Linked DNA regions of Mus musculus: all the other regions are linked to region 2. The links are chromatin contacts, called in public Hi-C and HiChIP or PLAC-seq maps. All regions are on one chromosome and are shown on one strand. Each heading gives the region's core, a stretch centred on a gene start, on an enhancer-like site or on the middle of the called end of the contact. The rest is flanking DNA. Distances are from core to core; before and after follow the strand shown. Region 1 has its middle 5.3 kb from the start of Gm22045. Region 2 has its middle 5.0 kb from the start of Gm41392. Region 3 has its middle 31 kb from the start of Slc38a2. Region 4 has its middle 10 kb from the start of Slc38a2. Region 5 holds the start of Slc38a1 (solute carrier family 38, member 1).

Region 1 (2,700 bases), core at 171-2,670, 180 kb before region 2:
AGCTTCCTGGTGCTTCCTAGTCTCATCTCTCCTCTCCAGAACCTTCTTCCTAAAGGCTGGTGGTGCTGTGTTACAGAGAATTCTGGTTCCCATGACCACAGATCATCTGGGAGGAGCAATCCAAAGGAAGACGGTTGGGAGGGGTTAGGGAGGGGGTGGAAGAGGCTAACCCGCTGGCCCCCATGTTGTAAGTGGTGCCCCAGAAGAGCTTCCTCACCTCCCTGGCTATCACCTCAGCCATTCCTGGTCCACCAAAGCCATCACTCTGCTGCCCACTGAGCACCCCCTGCTCTAGGTCATCTCCTCACTCTCAGTAGGCTGGGCACACCTGCTCTTCCAAGGAGCTCTTGTAGGAAAAGGCTGCCACAGATGAGTCCTGCCCCACACCATCAAGGGCTTCTACTCCACTAGCGGCATCTTAATAATCCAGGAAAATGCTGGCTTCTTCCACTCTTGAACCTCTCACTAGATTACATCTCTAATCAAAGAGAAATTTTCTTCAAACTTCCTTTCTTTTTCTTTTTATGAGAGACTCTCTCTTTTACCGTTAAACCTTTTTGCAGATTGGAGAATCTGGTTTTTCTACTTCTTTATATATTTTTTTCGATTAAAATAACATTACATCACTTTCTCCCCTTCCTTTGCCTTCCTCTAACCCCCTCCTATGTCCCTCCCACTCTCAAATCGCTAGCTTCTTTTCTCTTTCTCTTTATTATTGTTACACACATGCACATATGTGTATATGTATACATAAATATATAGAAATAACCTGTTGTGTCCGTTTATGTTGTTTGCCAGTGATGTTCACTCTGTACTAGACAACCAATTAGGGCACTCTTCCCTGAGAGGCTAATTCTGTCTTTCTCAGCCTTTCTTGTTCCTGTAATTCTCCGCTAGGGGGCACCCTGTGAAACGTCCCTGTCCAGGTCCATCGATAATGCCGCTGTTCTGGTTTTGTTTGTACAATCCTTCTAGGTGAGACTGTTTCACAGCCGACTATGGAGTTCTGGCTCATACATTCTTCTTCGATGTTTCCTTTGCCATAGATGCAGGAGCTGCAATGTAGATTTTCTGTTGGGGCTACTTTGTATCCAGTTGCAGTTTTCTGGGATACTCTCCATTTGCTGTGAGGAGAGGCTTTACTGATGAGGGCTGATGGTTACATTGTATCTGTGGTATAATGATAGGATTTACGATGTTTTAAGGAATTATGTACCTCTGTCTAGCAAAATGGCAATAGTAGGGGTTTTTTCCCCTAATGTCCATGACCTTACTAGCTCTGGGAAACTGGCTAGGTTTTCAGTATCACATGATTTGCTTCCCGTTAAGAAGGCATTAAGTTCAGTTAGACAGCTCTTGGTTACCACCGACATTTAAGCGCCACGATGGTGCCTTTACAGGTGTCTCATTCTGCCGTTCATTGTGTGGTTCATAGAGGTTGCAGCTGGTAGGACTATTCATTTCTTTCCACCCTTAGCAATTTGCACAGTGTTTTCTGGTACCAAGGAAAACTAGAACTCAGGAAGGAAGTTTTCAGGTTGGATTCATCTCAAATGTAAGACCCTTTTACATGACTAATTATTGAGTGCATTCCAACTGAATTCTTGGATCTCCACAAGTCAGAAAATACATTCGGCATCTTCCAAGAACTCTCCACTTTCTATTGTATAAGAAACCAGTCTGCTTAGATCATGTAGATGACCTCTAGGGGGCAGTGCTTCCTAACCCCACGTAACAACCCTTGGGGCTTTGCTCTGTAAGTAGCAAAGACAGGCTTCCCCTAAATGGTGTGTAGAGTTACTGTTTTAAGTTAACATACAAAGTAACGAGCTTCATAGTGACTTTGTAACACATTATCCATTGTGTCCTTAGTTCCCTTCCTCCCCCCCCAATACTTTCCTATTCTTTCCTATCATTTGTATTTTATTACTGTCATGTTTCTCCTTCCTTTCTTCCCATGATCCCATTTAGTTTAATAATGCACACACATAAATGAATACACTCACTTATATACATACATGTGCATATATATTATAAAAAATTCAGGTCCTACATACAAGAGACATTATGTTGTATTTGTCTGAGTCTGCTTGTTTCCTGGAATGTAATGTTTTACAGTTGCATCTGATGTCTTGCAAATTTCATGACTTTAGTTTTCTTCACAGTTGTATAACATTCCTTTGTATAGATGAAAAAGAAACTGTGTCCATTTTCATATATATATGAAATACATATATATACATTTACATATATATTTACATATATTTTAATTATTTAAATTATTATTAGATATACATATATATTTGAATTATTGTTGTTGTTGTTGTTTATTCACTTTACATCCCACTCCCTGCCCCCTCCTGGTCACCTCCTCCCACAATCCTTCCTCCCTCCTGCCTTCTCCTCTGAGCAGATGGAGGCCCCCCTGGGTATCTCTCACCCTGGCACAACAAGTCTCTTATGAGAATAGGCGCATCTTCTCCTGCTGAGGCCAGACAAGGCAGCCCAGCTAGTAGAACATATCCCACGTACAGGCAACAGCTTTTGGGATAGCCCTCACTCCAGTTTTTCAGAACCAGCATGAAGGCCAAGCTACATATGAGCAGGGAGGCCTAGGACCAGCCTGTGTATGTTCTTTGGTTGGTGGTTCAGTCTACCACCTTATCTACCTGTGGAGTTCTTGACCCTGTGAAACTCATG
Region 2 (2,700 bases), core at 167-2,666:
CCTAGTCGGCCATCAGTGGGAGGAGAGGCCCTTGGTCTTGCAAACTTTATATGCCCCAGCACAGGGGAACACCAGGGCCAAGAAGTGGGAGTGAGTGGGTAGGGGAGGGGGTATAGGGGACTTTTGGGATAGCATTTGAAATGTAAATGAAGAAAATACCTAATAAAAAATTGGGGGGAAAAGATTTTGCTAAAGAGCTAGTGGATGGAACCCAAAAGGGTGAGGTGGAAATCATGGTACCATTAAAAACAAATTGTTAAACATCTAGGTAACCACAACGGTCACCGACTGCGTGCAATACTAATTCGAGAAATATAAAATGGTGAAAATACATTAAAAACCAGAGGGGAGTAATGAGAACCTTCTTATCTCTCCAGGAGCTGAATAAACACACAATTATATCAGACACTATGACAGCATGCTAACAGTTTAGGAGTGATAAACAAAACACTAGATACAGAATGTAAAAAAAAAAAGTCCTTATTAGTGGGGGTGGAGCTAAGGATGTGGGGGTGGAGTCTCTAGCACTGTGACTAGTCAGTGCTAGAGAACCTTGCTGTGACTGGTGAAATTCTTTGACTCAGGTGCTGTGGTCTCACGGGTACTCCTGGCTGCTCTGAGGTCTGAATTTACAGGATCACTGGAGGAGGAGGAGGACTCCTCTCCCTCCCCTCCCCTCCCCTCCCCTCCCCTCCCCTCCCCTCCCCTCCCCCTCCCTCTCCTCTGTCCTCCCCTCCCTGTGCCCTGAATAAACTCTCTTCTATACTATAAAGTCATGTCTAGTCCCTCACAGAGAAGGGATGTCTCAGTATGGGCCCACAGAGGCACTCCCTTCCCCCACACCAAACATTCCTTCTCTCCTTCTCTTTTTATAAAACACAACAGTAGAGGGAATTTGGAAAGTAATATCCAAATTATTATTGCTAAAAAAAATTATTACTACCACACTGACGGTTTTTTGAAGCAATGCAAGCTAGGGGTTGGGGAGATGGGGAGTGGTCAGGAGCACTGGCTCTCCTAGCATAGGATGACAGTTCAGTTCCCACTACCACAGAGCTCACAGCCATCCATAGAGGGCTCCGTCCAGAGGATACGATACCTTCCTCTGGCCTCCGGGGGCACTGTATGCAAGTCCCACACAGACACACACGTGGACAAAACACTTATACACATTAATTACGACTAGATATATCTTTTAAAATGCAAACTCACGAAAATCTAAGGTGCATATCAAAACTCAGGCTCTACATCAGACTCTGAGAGCAGAAGCTCATCAGAGGGGGAAATGGCATCGTTGTATCGCTCTATTCAAGGAACTCTATCTAAATTCAAAACCCGCGGTTGGATAAGCAGCCTGTTTAAAAGACGTCTAAATTATCCAGGGTGTGCAATGCTTGCTTCCGCAACAAGGACCTTTTTTTGCCTTCACACACTGCGCTTTAAACTTCGTTCTGGAACTGTCTGGAAGGTGCCAAATACCAATAGCCTCTGGCTGCTCGTAAAATATTTAGAAAATATTCCATAAAAATCTCCAAACAGCAGCTGAGCTACTACATAATTGAGCAACTGGAAAACCGACTTTTACTCTCGTGATCAGGGGGTGGCAGGGATGAGTCTTCCAGAGCCCTGCAGGCAAACAGTGGGAGTGAGAGAGCCAGCGAGTGGGTGTGGCTCAGGGTCTAAGAGCCTCAGGACACAACTGGCCCTGCTTTGTTTCCCACGGGATTTGGGGCCAGAACTGTTTCCTGAGCTCATCATTTCTGCAAAATGGCACTTGGCTCCCCAGGGTCTCCTCCTTTTTTTTTTTTTTTTCTCGTTAATTTGTAGCAGCTTGTGGATGTTGGAGAGGGTGTGGATTTCCTTTGCATTGGTCAATAAGCAACTGTCTTCAGGCAGAATTGTTTGGCAGATTTATTTATTTATTTATTTATTTATTTTTATTTAGAGTACCTGGTTTTTAATTTTTCTAAGTCCTGGCCCTGAGACTCAGTTTCACTGTTCTAATATGAAAAGCACAATTTCTAGAAAGGGAGAATGGCTCAGTGGGTAAAGGTCCTTGTGGCCAAGCCCGACAGGCAGAGAGACAAACCTCCAGAACCCATAAAAGGAGGAAAGAGCTCACTCCTGTAAGTTGTTTTCTGAGTTCCACGTACGCACCACAGCGTGCGTTCCACACACAAGCAAGCAAATCAATAAATACTAAAAACAGGAAGGGGCAGAAAAGAGACAAGCAAGGTCAGCTTTGCACAGCTGTGTTCCAATATGTTTACGTTATATTCCGTGGGCACACGCAGGAGAACGGCTGGGTTTGTTCGTTTTTGATTTGTGTTTTGTGTTTCATTTGGGACAGGGTTTCTCGGTGTAGCTCCGGCTGTCCTGGAACCCACCAGGCTGCCAGGCATGATCTGTTATCCTCGCCTGGAGTACTGGCTAGAAGCAAGCTCTTGAAACAGGCAAGGTCCCGCTGGCATTTCCCATCTCTTCTTTGCCACCGGTGTTGGCCTCGAGGGAAATAACTGTTATCATATAAAGATGCAGGGGGTAGAAAGTCTCTGCCTGTTACCAAGAACTGGGTTAGAGGCGCATGGTTATACGACGCAGCCGTTCCATTGCTCAACGAGGCTCTTTCTTTTATGCTTTATGCTTATGATAAGGTCTCGCTGAGTGGCCCACACCAGCCCTTTTCAGCTCTCTTGCTGG
Region 3 (2,700 bases), core at 113-2,612, 240 kb before region 2:
TGATCCCGCATAGGGCATCCAGATTCACCAACGCTCCCCAGAAGGTGTCTAGCATAGGTAGGCTGGGCTGCAGGAATGCAGTTGCGGGTGTGCATGAGTCTGTCACAAAGCTCTCAGCTGAAACGTGGACGGAACCCAGTTCTGGAACTGTGGTCTCGGACAGCTTCTGACTCCTGTGACTTCTACCGTCTCCCATCCCCCCATACACACACACACACACACACACACACACACACACACACACACACACAGAGCCCGCAGGTAGGATTTGGTCAGGCTTGAATTCTGTCTTTCCTGCACTCTTTCCTGTCCCCTCAGGGTTTCCTTCCCCCATGTCCACCTCCCCACCTCTAACTGGCTTCCAGTTCAAGCCGGTGCTTCCTCCTCCATCATCCGCCCTTCGCATGTGTCCCCACCTTCGTGCCTTTTCCTCGGCCCTCATAACAGCTTTGATCTCTGCTTCACAAAACAGTTTTAAGGGTCTTGAAGGGGCTTTTAGATCTTAGGGATTCAGCATCTTGGCTAAGAACCATAGTCTAGAGAAAACCAACGTACATTCAAACTTTAGCATCGCCATCAAAACTGTGCATTTAAAGCCCTCCACTTATGACGCGCTTCTTGTGTTATAGCCCCCTGTTTACATACCTGTTTCCCTGACCGGAATAAAAGAGCAGGTAGCTATCATGTGTTTACAAAACAAAAAGGAGGAAAAACTCTTTGCATATAGCATCCTGGTGGCACGCACTGGATTCTAAAACTTATCAGCTGACCACTGTGCAATGCAAAATCCACTTGTCAAGTTAGTGCAGAACCTTGTTAATGCAAATATCAGTCACTTCAATAATAATCCCACCATTTTGTCACATCTGATATGACAGCTCCTACCATTTACACCACTGTGTATTTTGTTCATAGTATTTTGGGGACAGGATTTCATGAAGCCCAGACCCGCCGCAGACTTGCCATGTAGCTGAGGTTGGACTTGAACTTATGATCTTCCTACTCCAAAGTGCTGAATACAGATGCACACCCATGTCTTGTTTTGCTTATAAACTCTTTACCAAAGATCCCTCCATCAGCAAACACAGTGGCCACTAAACTCCCCAAAGATGTGTGGTTATTCTGAGTTCAGACCTGTCCTCTCAATTGTGTGACGTTTCCTGAGTCCCCAGTCTAGTCTCAGGAGACCATGAAGTTTCCTTTTTCACTCTCTTGGGTTGCAGCCATGATGCAGAAATGCTTACACCGCATTCCCAAGTGGTTGCGGAGGGATGGGTGAGGCTCTGCCCGTGAGTCCTTCTGGCCACCGCTGCTGGCTGCCAGATACACTTGTATCTTGTTCTGTTCCTGCTGCTATAATGAAGTCCCTGAGTCTGGGTGATGCGTACACAGCAGAATGTGTCTCTCACAGATGTGTAGGCTGGGACGGCCAGGACCGAGGGGCCAAAAGATTAATAACTGTCGAAGACTCACCCTGCTCCCTAAATAACACCTTCTTGCAGTGTACCCACATAACAAAGGAGTCCCCAGTGCCTTATAAAGAAGAGCAGAGGCCCCACAACCTAACTATGTCCTAAGTGCCTCATCTCCTATAGCATCACATGGGAATTCAGAAGGAACAACAGTTGAGCCATTGAATGGTTGTTTAATTCTCTCACTTTTTTTCAAACAGGATCCCTACCCCAGCCAACCTTGAGCCTCTGACCCTCCTGTCTTTACCTGCTGAGTACCGAGCTGAGAGGCATCTGCTACCATGCCCTGTTTATATAGCACCGGGGATGAAACCCAGGGTTCGTGCACGCTTGGCAAGCTACATCTCCAGCCTGAGCTATTCTGAGAAGGAACGCGATCTTGCACCTCCAGCCCAGGCAAGCTCCCAAGCCACAGGAATGGCCCAGCAGTCGTCATGCGGAGAATTGTCTGCCCCAGGCCAACCAACCCACAGAATCCAGCTCAGACACTGGTCTTTAAACCACTGTGCATTGACCGTTGATCGTTACACAACAACAGATAATGTAAGAAAGACAGTAAGATATACCAGAGTGATAAAAACTGAAAGAAAAGGAATGAAAATAAATACATAATTCATACTCTGAAATTTGGTAATTCTTGACACAAAATTCCTTTATCTTGTGTCTAGGAATAGGTACAGACAAACATCTCTGCCACTCAACAGCTTTCCTTGATCTTCTGATGCTCCTGTCTTTATCACTGAGTACTGAGCTACCGTGCCCAGAGATGAAACCCAGGGTTCATAGAAGATGCTGTCTTAACCTGACAGGGTCTAATGTGGGCAGGCAAGCATTGGGCATCCGGGTTAGGCCTCCTGTGCCACAGGCACAATGCTAACCAAGAAGGTTTTGTTTAGACAACAACAACAACAAAAAAGCAAAATGTGATCCTGAGGAGGAGATGGGAACATAAATCACTGTTGGCCACTCATCCCTGGAACTGGAACTGTGTGAGGCTTAAAATATAAACAGAGCCTTGGAGCTTTAGCTAGACTCGTGATTTTTATCATCACATTCTCAAGTCCGTTAAAATACATTAGACAGCTGAAGAGGCAGTGGTCTTACAAAGGTAGAGTACTGCCACGGGCCTGGCCATTTCTATCTCAAGGCTTCCCTAGACTGCCTGACCCGCCTTTCTCATTTGGTCATGTGGCCTCCTCGTTCTTTACAGACTTCTGCTTTTTTCACG
Region 4 (2,700 bases), core at 105-2,604, 220 kb before region 2:
AGCGGCCCCTACCTCACAGAGCTAATGAATTAAATATGCATATGTACAAGGGATTGGAAAGCCTGAGAGCTGCGTGGCACATCTGGAACACATCTTGGAAGGTGAAAGTCGGAGATCAGGAGTTTAAGATCGACCAAGGCTATTTAGAAAATTCAAAGGTAGCCTGAACCTATGTAGAACCTTGACTCAAGAGTGGGGGGAGGGGTGTTAAACAATAAGGAATTCGAAATAGCATCTATTCTGAGAGCTAAGTATTATCTAGACTCATTAATTACAATGCTTCTAATTCCAGGAAAATTTTAAAAACACAAGTCAAAAGTAAAACGCATAGTTGTGAAGGTAGAACAAACGTGGGGGGAGGAGGTATCCACCAGGTTCAGTAGCTTTCGCCATTCTGACCTTTGCTCCACTTTAGGAGAGAAAAGGGCCCCGGGCAGGGCTGTGGAGAAATCTGAACTCAACATTATATTCACCTCGAAGATTTCTTCCCAGGAAAAAGTCAGCAGGTAAAGAAAAGTTGTAATTTCCTAACTCAGAGGCGAGTATGTTGTCTTTGTGTTTATTTCCCTGTCGGTTTTTTTCTCCTTCCTAGACTTTGATAGAATGACTCAAAAGATAAACACACACACACAATTACTAGAAAGAATCTAAAATGCCACGAGACTAAACGATCGCAGCATTTCTGTAAAAAAAAAACAAAAAACAAAAAAACCCGCTTCCTCCCTAGGGCCAAGATGAGGGCGGAATGTCTACGTAACGTCTTCTCGACAAAGGAGCAGGAGAACAACTCTGAAAGCCACTTTCAAAGGCTCACTGGGAGCCATGTGGAAGCACCGCGCAAAGCTTCGGGGACTTTCCTCGTGGGTCTGGGGATTTAGCAAGACAACCCACGAGCTGGGGAGTCCCTGCTCGCCGGGGTGCGGGCTCGGCCCCAGGCGCGGGCACGTGCACATGCTGCAGCGGCCTCGCTCCCCCGCGGCCTCCCCGAGCGGAGGATTACCCCTGATGATCACGACTCTCTAGGTTTCCCCAGTCACTGGCTCCCCACCGCGGCTCCCTGTCCCTTCCATCCCTCCCCGCCACGCGCACCAAAAGAAGGCGGAACCCAGTGAGTCGCCATCACGTGGGCTCTGGACGAGCAGAAGCGGTCTGCGCAGAAGTGGTCTGCGCACGAGCTGCCCGCGCCTCGCGGGGCCTCCGCGCCCGCAGCCTCAGTGGAAAAATTTCAGGAGACCTACTGAGGCTGCGCGGAGTAGGCCACGCCCCCTTCCCGCCCGTTGCTTCTGCGCGGGTTCCTCCCGCCCCTGGGGAGCAGCCCCGCCTCCGCCCCGCGCTTCTGCGCAAGCCCCGCCCTCCCTGGGGAAACCGCTGCGTAAGCCCCGCCCTCCCCAGGGGGAAAGCGCCGCGTACCCCTCGGCCATGACTTCCGGAGCTGCCACCGCTGGCCCGGGGTGCCTGCGAGGCCAACTCATGTGTGGCCGCCTGGCATCCTGAGAGGCGAGCAGCGGCGCCCTGGCGCCTCAGCCTTCGTCTGCGGGGCGCCGCGGCCTCAACCTCGTCACCTCAGCTCCACACGGGTCCCACGTCTTCTGGATGGAGCTGGATGGAGGGAGGAGTGGTTGGGGTGGGATGCTGAGGGGACCGACGGTCGCCTAGACAAAGCCCGATCTGGATCACCACCACCCACCCACCCCAGGAAAATAAATAATATTCATTTTCCCCCCCATCCAGAAATATGCCTCACGGAATTTACCCCTGAGGCAGCAATTGTAAGGAGTTTGACCTCACCCAGAGGTGACAAATGGCCACACCGACCATGACATTCTTTGGCTGTAAAGGGGTGTGTCATGTGTGCGTGGTTCTCCTCAAGAAAACAAATTTAGCCATTTTAGCCACGGGTTGGTTCAGTCGGGTGAGTGTTGCCTAATGTGGAGGCGAATAGAGGGGTGTTAGCTCTCCACTTGTCCTCAGAGAGGTTTTTACTGGAAACCGGATGCAGACATCTACATGAGACCACGTTGTGCCAAAGATTTCAGCCAAAACAGTGGGAGTTTCTGTGAGTAATCTCAGAACCAAGCCCATAGAAGCCCCCACAACCCACTTGAGAACCAGAATTGCAGGTATGTTAATAAATCTTTATTTCTTCGCCTTGGGTGAAGAAAGAACACGAAACTGACTGAAGGCCAAGAAGGTCATCGAGGCCCAAAAGTAGGCACAATATATTGATAAATCTTTGCCTTTTCCTCTGAACAAAAATACGGGTAACCCGTTTTTAAAAACAGATTTTGGAGAATTGTAATGATCTGAGTCTTTATTGTTTTTAAAGCAATCGGATGTAGCACAGTATTCAAAACCTAGACCTCTATAACTGCGCTGGCTCCTTGTTTTCTCGATTAGCTTTTCGTTCCAAGTGTGAGCATTCTGTCAACCCGTGGGCATGTGGACTTTTCAACCCTGTTACTGCTGATTAGCAGGTGTTGGTGGAAGATCTAGGTCCATGAACACTTTCTCTTTGCTGTCATTCTTTCTTGTACCTAGCAAAATGGACTCCAGAGGAAATGGCAGTGAAGCATGACAAAAAGAAAAAAAATCAGCCATTCCTCATTTTTTAGAGAGGAGACAGAAACGATTGGTACTAGATCCCTTGAAAGTCTCAATAGCAGTAAACATTTATACTAAAATGTCTGTAAATCTGAATGT
Region 5 (2,700 bases), core at 123-2,622, 150 kb before region 2:
TTAGTCCAGGTTAATTGAGTCTGCTACTGGCCCATATACCTATTCAGGGTAACTTATTCAGTCATAATCGTAACAAAATCGTAAATTTTGACTTCCTCTAGGAAGAAAGGTAAAAAGAATGGACTTTCGGTGTAAACTTAGAGTGTTACTATAATACATAAGTTTTTCACACAAAGAAGGAGCAACAGGACAAAAAAAAAATGGGGTGGGGGGTGGGGGGAGATGCTGTGTTTGAGGAAGAAACTGCCCTTCTGATTGCAGTGACCTTCCGGTTTCCAGGCATGTTCAAGAACACACCTCCCACTTGTTTCTTTGGAAGCCAGTGTTTAACTCACCACGACCATTTACGGCCATTGGAAGGGAGCAAGAATACCAGCCACTAAAAAGCTTAAATCTTGGTTGGCCCCCCACTTTCCCAGAGGAGACTGAAAATCTGTAAGCACCGCAAAACAGCATTCATTACTCAGCCTCTTGAAAGGCTCCAGGTAGAGTCATTTTTGAATCATGATTCAACCGCCATTTCTTGTTTTGATGGAACAGTGATGGCTAACATGTTGATGGCTAACTTTATGTTTAAAAATCTCTGTGCTTAAAGCAAATTTCGACCTCCAAATGTTAAGCGCTACTAGGGGTTAATCTTTATTATTATTATTATTATGGTTTTTTTTTTAACTGCTGGTTCTGCTTCTGTAAACAAGCTTGCAAGAGAACAGATTGAAGCTTTGTATTCTTTGCCTTTGTAAACCCTTGGCTGAGGTGTCTGGGTGCTACATTCGGAATTCCATCTCGGCGTCAGTGTCTGAATAAAATCCTCTTGGTTAAAATTTATTAGTGGTCAGGCTGATGAATCTCCGGCCGGACCCAAAACAGGAGCCATCCGGATGAGAGGGACTCAGGCTTCCACGCGGCAGACTCCGTGGTGGTGGTGGTCTCATTGGCTGGTGTGTAGGTGGGATTTCCTGTCGCCATTTTAAGGAGAAGCGACTGTGCCAGCCAGTCAGTTAAGGGGCTGCACTTCAGACAAAGAGTGGGGCAGGAGAAGTAACCCGAGGCGGATATGGCTTTCAGCCTGTTCCTTTTTCCAGGCCCAGCAAGGGTAGAGTCACGTGGCCGGGGCAGCAGGGCTATTGGTGCAGACCCCTTGGGTTATTGTCACACTCTGAGTCCCAAGGGGTCCCCAGAGCTGCTCTGGGGGGGGGGGGGGCGGGACTGTAGGTGTCCAGGTTTCCAAAGGTGTCCCCGCGCGTCCCGTAGTCCACCACCGCCCCTGGGTCGCGGGGCTACCCTCACGCTGCTCCCTTCCCACAATGCAACTCCGTTCGGTGAGGCCCTGGCGTACCCCAAGAGACGGCCCCCTGCCACCGCCTGGGCGAGTGAGCCGCTCCACCTCCAACCCCGAGGGTGCGGGTGCGGCAGCTGTGGCCCCAGCTGAGGCCCCGGGAGGGCGCAGGCAGGTGCCGGGAGGCCCGCAGCCTCCGTATGCTCGGGTACCACCAGCGCGTTGTTCGCGCATCCGCTCGCACTGCCCTTCCTGGATGCTCGGTGTCCGCCAGCCGCGGTCGCCTTGCGGTCTGGTAGCCCAGGGGGGAAGAGGAGCAAGAAGGCGCGGCGACCAGCGGCATGTGACCCGCACTGCTCTACCGCACACAGCTCAACTCCGCCGGCGCGCGGGCATGGAGGGATGATGGTCTGAAAGGCCGCGCTCCCGTCCCCAAACTGCCGAAGAGAAAGGGCGACGCGCCTCGCAGGAGCCAATGAGTCAGGTTGGAGCCCCTCCGCGCCGGGCGTGTGAATGTAAGTGCTGGCGGGCAGAGTGTGGGTGGGGGGAAACTGATGCAACCAGCCCTGGGAGGAGGAGGAGGAGGAGGAGGAGGAGGAGGAGGAGGAGGAGGAGGAGGAGGAGGAGGAGGAGGAGGTGGTGGTGGAAAAGGAGGAGGAGGAGGAGAGCTGTGGCCACGCCACTCTTCCTGAAGGTCGCCGGTAACCCGGCCTTTTACCTTCCTCCGAAACCCGCCACGCGGATCCTCCCCGCCCAGTCTTACAGACCTGGGGCCACCTTTCCCTAGCTAGTCCTTGACACAAAAAAGGACATCTAACTGCCGGGGACGGCCTGGAAGGGCGGACACTTTGGTGGCGCCTTTCCCTTTATTTCTCGAGGTAAGGTGCTTTTGGAGGGCAGAGGGAGCGGCGACTTGGAGGGAAGGGGAGTTTGAACAGGAAGGGAAGGAGGTAACTCAGACAGCCTCCATGTCTCGTGGACACGGGCAGAGCGTCGCGGCGCCTTTCTAGAAGGCAGGAGTCCGGTGCCCTTCCCTGAACGCAGGGACTCCAGATACCGCCGTGGCGTACAGTACCTTACTTTGTAGACCTGGTTTTATGGTGATGGAGTGTGCCACCAGATCTGGTGTCACTTTCGCGAATTAGGAACCAAGCATGCGATGTAAGGGGCATAAGGTACACCGAGGAGTGAATCAGTCTGCATCTTGGGACTGGCCGGCAGCGGAGCCTCGGAGACCGGCTCCCCAGCGCGGTAAACAGGTGCACGTTGGCTGCACCTCCACGGGCTCGGCCCCTGTCTCCGTTCCGGTTAGTGGGATGATGCTGGCAGTGACTCACTTTCCTCTCCCTCTCTGGAGGCTCTCTCCCGAATGAAGAGCCAGTGATAGGCTACTTCCTCTAGAGCCTGGTCCGGTGGGGCGG

Evidence for each region. HiChIP or PLAC-seq counts read pairs in DNA pulled down with a chosen protein or histone mark. A called contact is a pair of places that touch in the nucleus more often than the background predicts.
Region 1: a contact with region 2 is called in a Hi-C map of the N1E-115 cell line, with 9 times the contacts expected there. The contact joins two enhancer-like sites. A contact is called at or near these places in 12 of 39 promoter capture datasets (the C10 cell line, the HPC-7 cell line, HPC-7-derived erythroid cells and 8 more), 4 of 15 datasets of contacts at CTCF or cohesin (the G1E-ER4 cell line, embryonic stem cells and pro-B cells), 31 of 484 Hi-C or Micro-C datasets (the AML12 cell line, the G1E-ER4 cell line, LSK cells and 18 more), 10 of 115 datasets of contacts at active chromatin or transcription factors (astrocytes, embryonic stem cells, epiblast stem cells and 3 more) and 1 of 9 other capture datasets (embryonic stem cells).
Region 3: a CTCF HiChIP or PLAC-seq map of the NIH/3T3 cell line shows a contact between it and region 2, with 7 read pairs. The contact joins two enhancer-like sites. A contact is called at or near these places in 1 of 15 datasets of contacts at CTCF or cohesin (the NIH/3T3 cell line), 1 of 484 Hi-C or Micro-C datasets (nephron progenitors), 1 of 115 datasets of contacts at active chromatin or transcription factors (embryonic stem cells) and 1 of 9 other capture datasets (embryonic stem cells).
Region 4: an H3K27ac HiChIP or PLAC-seq map of embryonic stem cells shows a contact between it and region 2, with 16 read pairs. The contact joins two enhancer-like sites. A contact is called at or near these places in 3 of 39 promoter capture datasets (the 3T3-L1 cell line, the C10 cell line and the HPC-7 cell line), 1 of 484 Hi-C or Micro-C datasets (nephron progenitors), 7 of 115 datasets of contacts at active chromatin or transcription factors (the 230-238 cell line, embryonic limb bud, embryonic stem cells and 3 more) and 1 of 9 other capture datasets (pancreatic islet).
Region 5: a contact with region 2 is called in an H3K4me3 HiChIP or PLAC-seq map of embryonic stem cells, with 29 read pairs. The contact joins the promoter of Slc38a1 here to the enhancer-like site in region 2. A contact is called at or near these places in 1 of 39 promoter capture datasets (embryonic stem cells), 3 of 484 Hi-C or Micro-C datasets (the N1E-115 cell line, embryonic stem cells and uterus), 11 of 115 datasets of contacts at active chromatin or transcription factors (the SCID.adh cell line, bone marrow-derived macrophages, cardiomyocytes and 5 more) and 2 of 9 other capture datasets (adipose tissue and liver).

What each region holds. Positions count from the first base shown.
Region 1 is chr15:96,665,096-96,667,795 of GRCm38.p6, reverse strand. No RefSeq gene overlaps it. Among named protein-coding and RNA genes, the nearest start is that of Gm22045, 5.3 kb to the left of the region's middle. Within about 2 kb of position 1,420, at least 37 of the 459 cell types and tissues checked have an H3K27ac peak or open chromatin away from gene starts, as enhancers often do. A contact at or near this core is called in the N1E-115 cell line, where this site is marked.
Region 2 is chr15:96,488,082-96,490,781 of GRCm38.p6, reverse strand. No RefSeq gene overlaps it. Among named protein-coding and RNA genes, the nearest start is that of Gm41392, 5.0 kb to the left of the region's middle. Within about 2 kb of position 1,416, at least 74 of the 459 cell types and tissues checked have an H3K27ac peak or open chromatin away from gene starts, as enhancers often do. A contact at or near this core is called in the 230-238 cell line, the N1E-115 cell line, the NIH/3T3 cell line and 4 more, where this site is marked.
Region 3 is chr15:96,729,248-96,731,947 of GRCm38.p6, reverse strand. No RefSeq gene overlaps it. Among named protein-coding and RNA genes, the nearest start is that of Slc38a2, 31 kb to the right of the region's middle. Within about 2 kb of position 1,362, at least 58 of the 459 cell types and tissues checked have an H3K27ac peak or open chromatin away from gene starts, as enhancers often do. A contact at or near this core is called in the NIH/3T3 cell line, where this site is marked.
Region 4 is chr15:96,708,360-96,711,059 of GRCm38.p6, reverse strand. No RefSeq gene overlaps it. Among named protein-coding and RNA genes, the nearest start is that of Slc38a2, 10 kb to the right of the region's middle. Within about 2 kb of position 1,354, at least 366 of the 459 cell types and tissues checked have an H3K27ac peak or open chromatin away from gene starts, as enhancers often do. A contact at or near this core is called in the 230-238 cell line and embryonic stem cells, where this site is marked.
Region 5 is chr15:96,641,585-96,644,284 of GRCm38.p6, reverse strand. Slc38a1 (solute carrier family 38, member 1) reads left to right here and starts at 1,372. Exons shown (of 16, transcript NM_001166458.1): 1 at 1,372-1,794.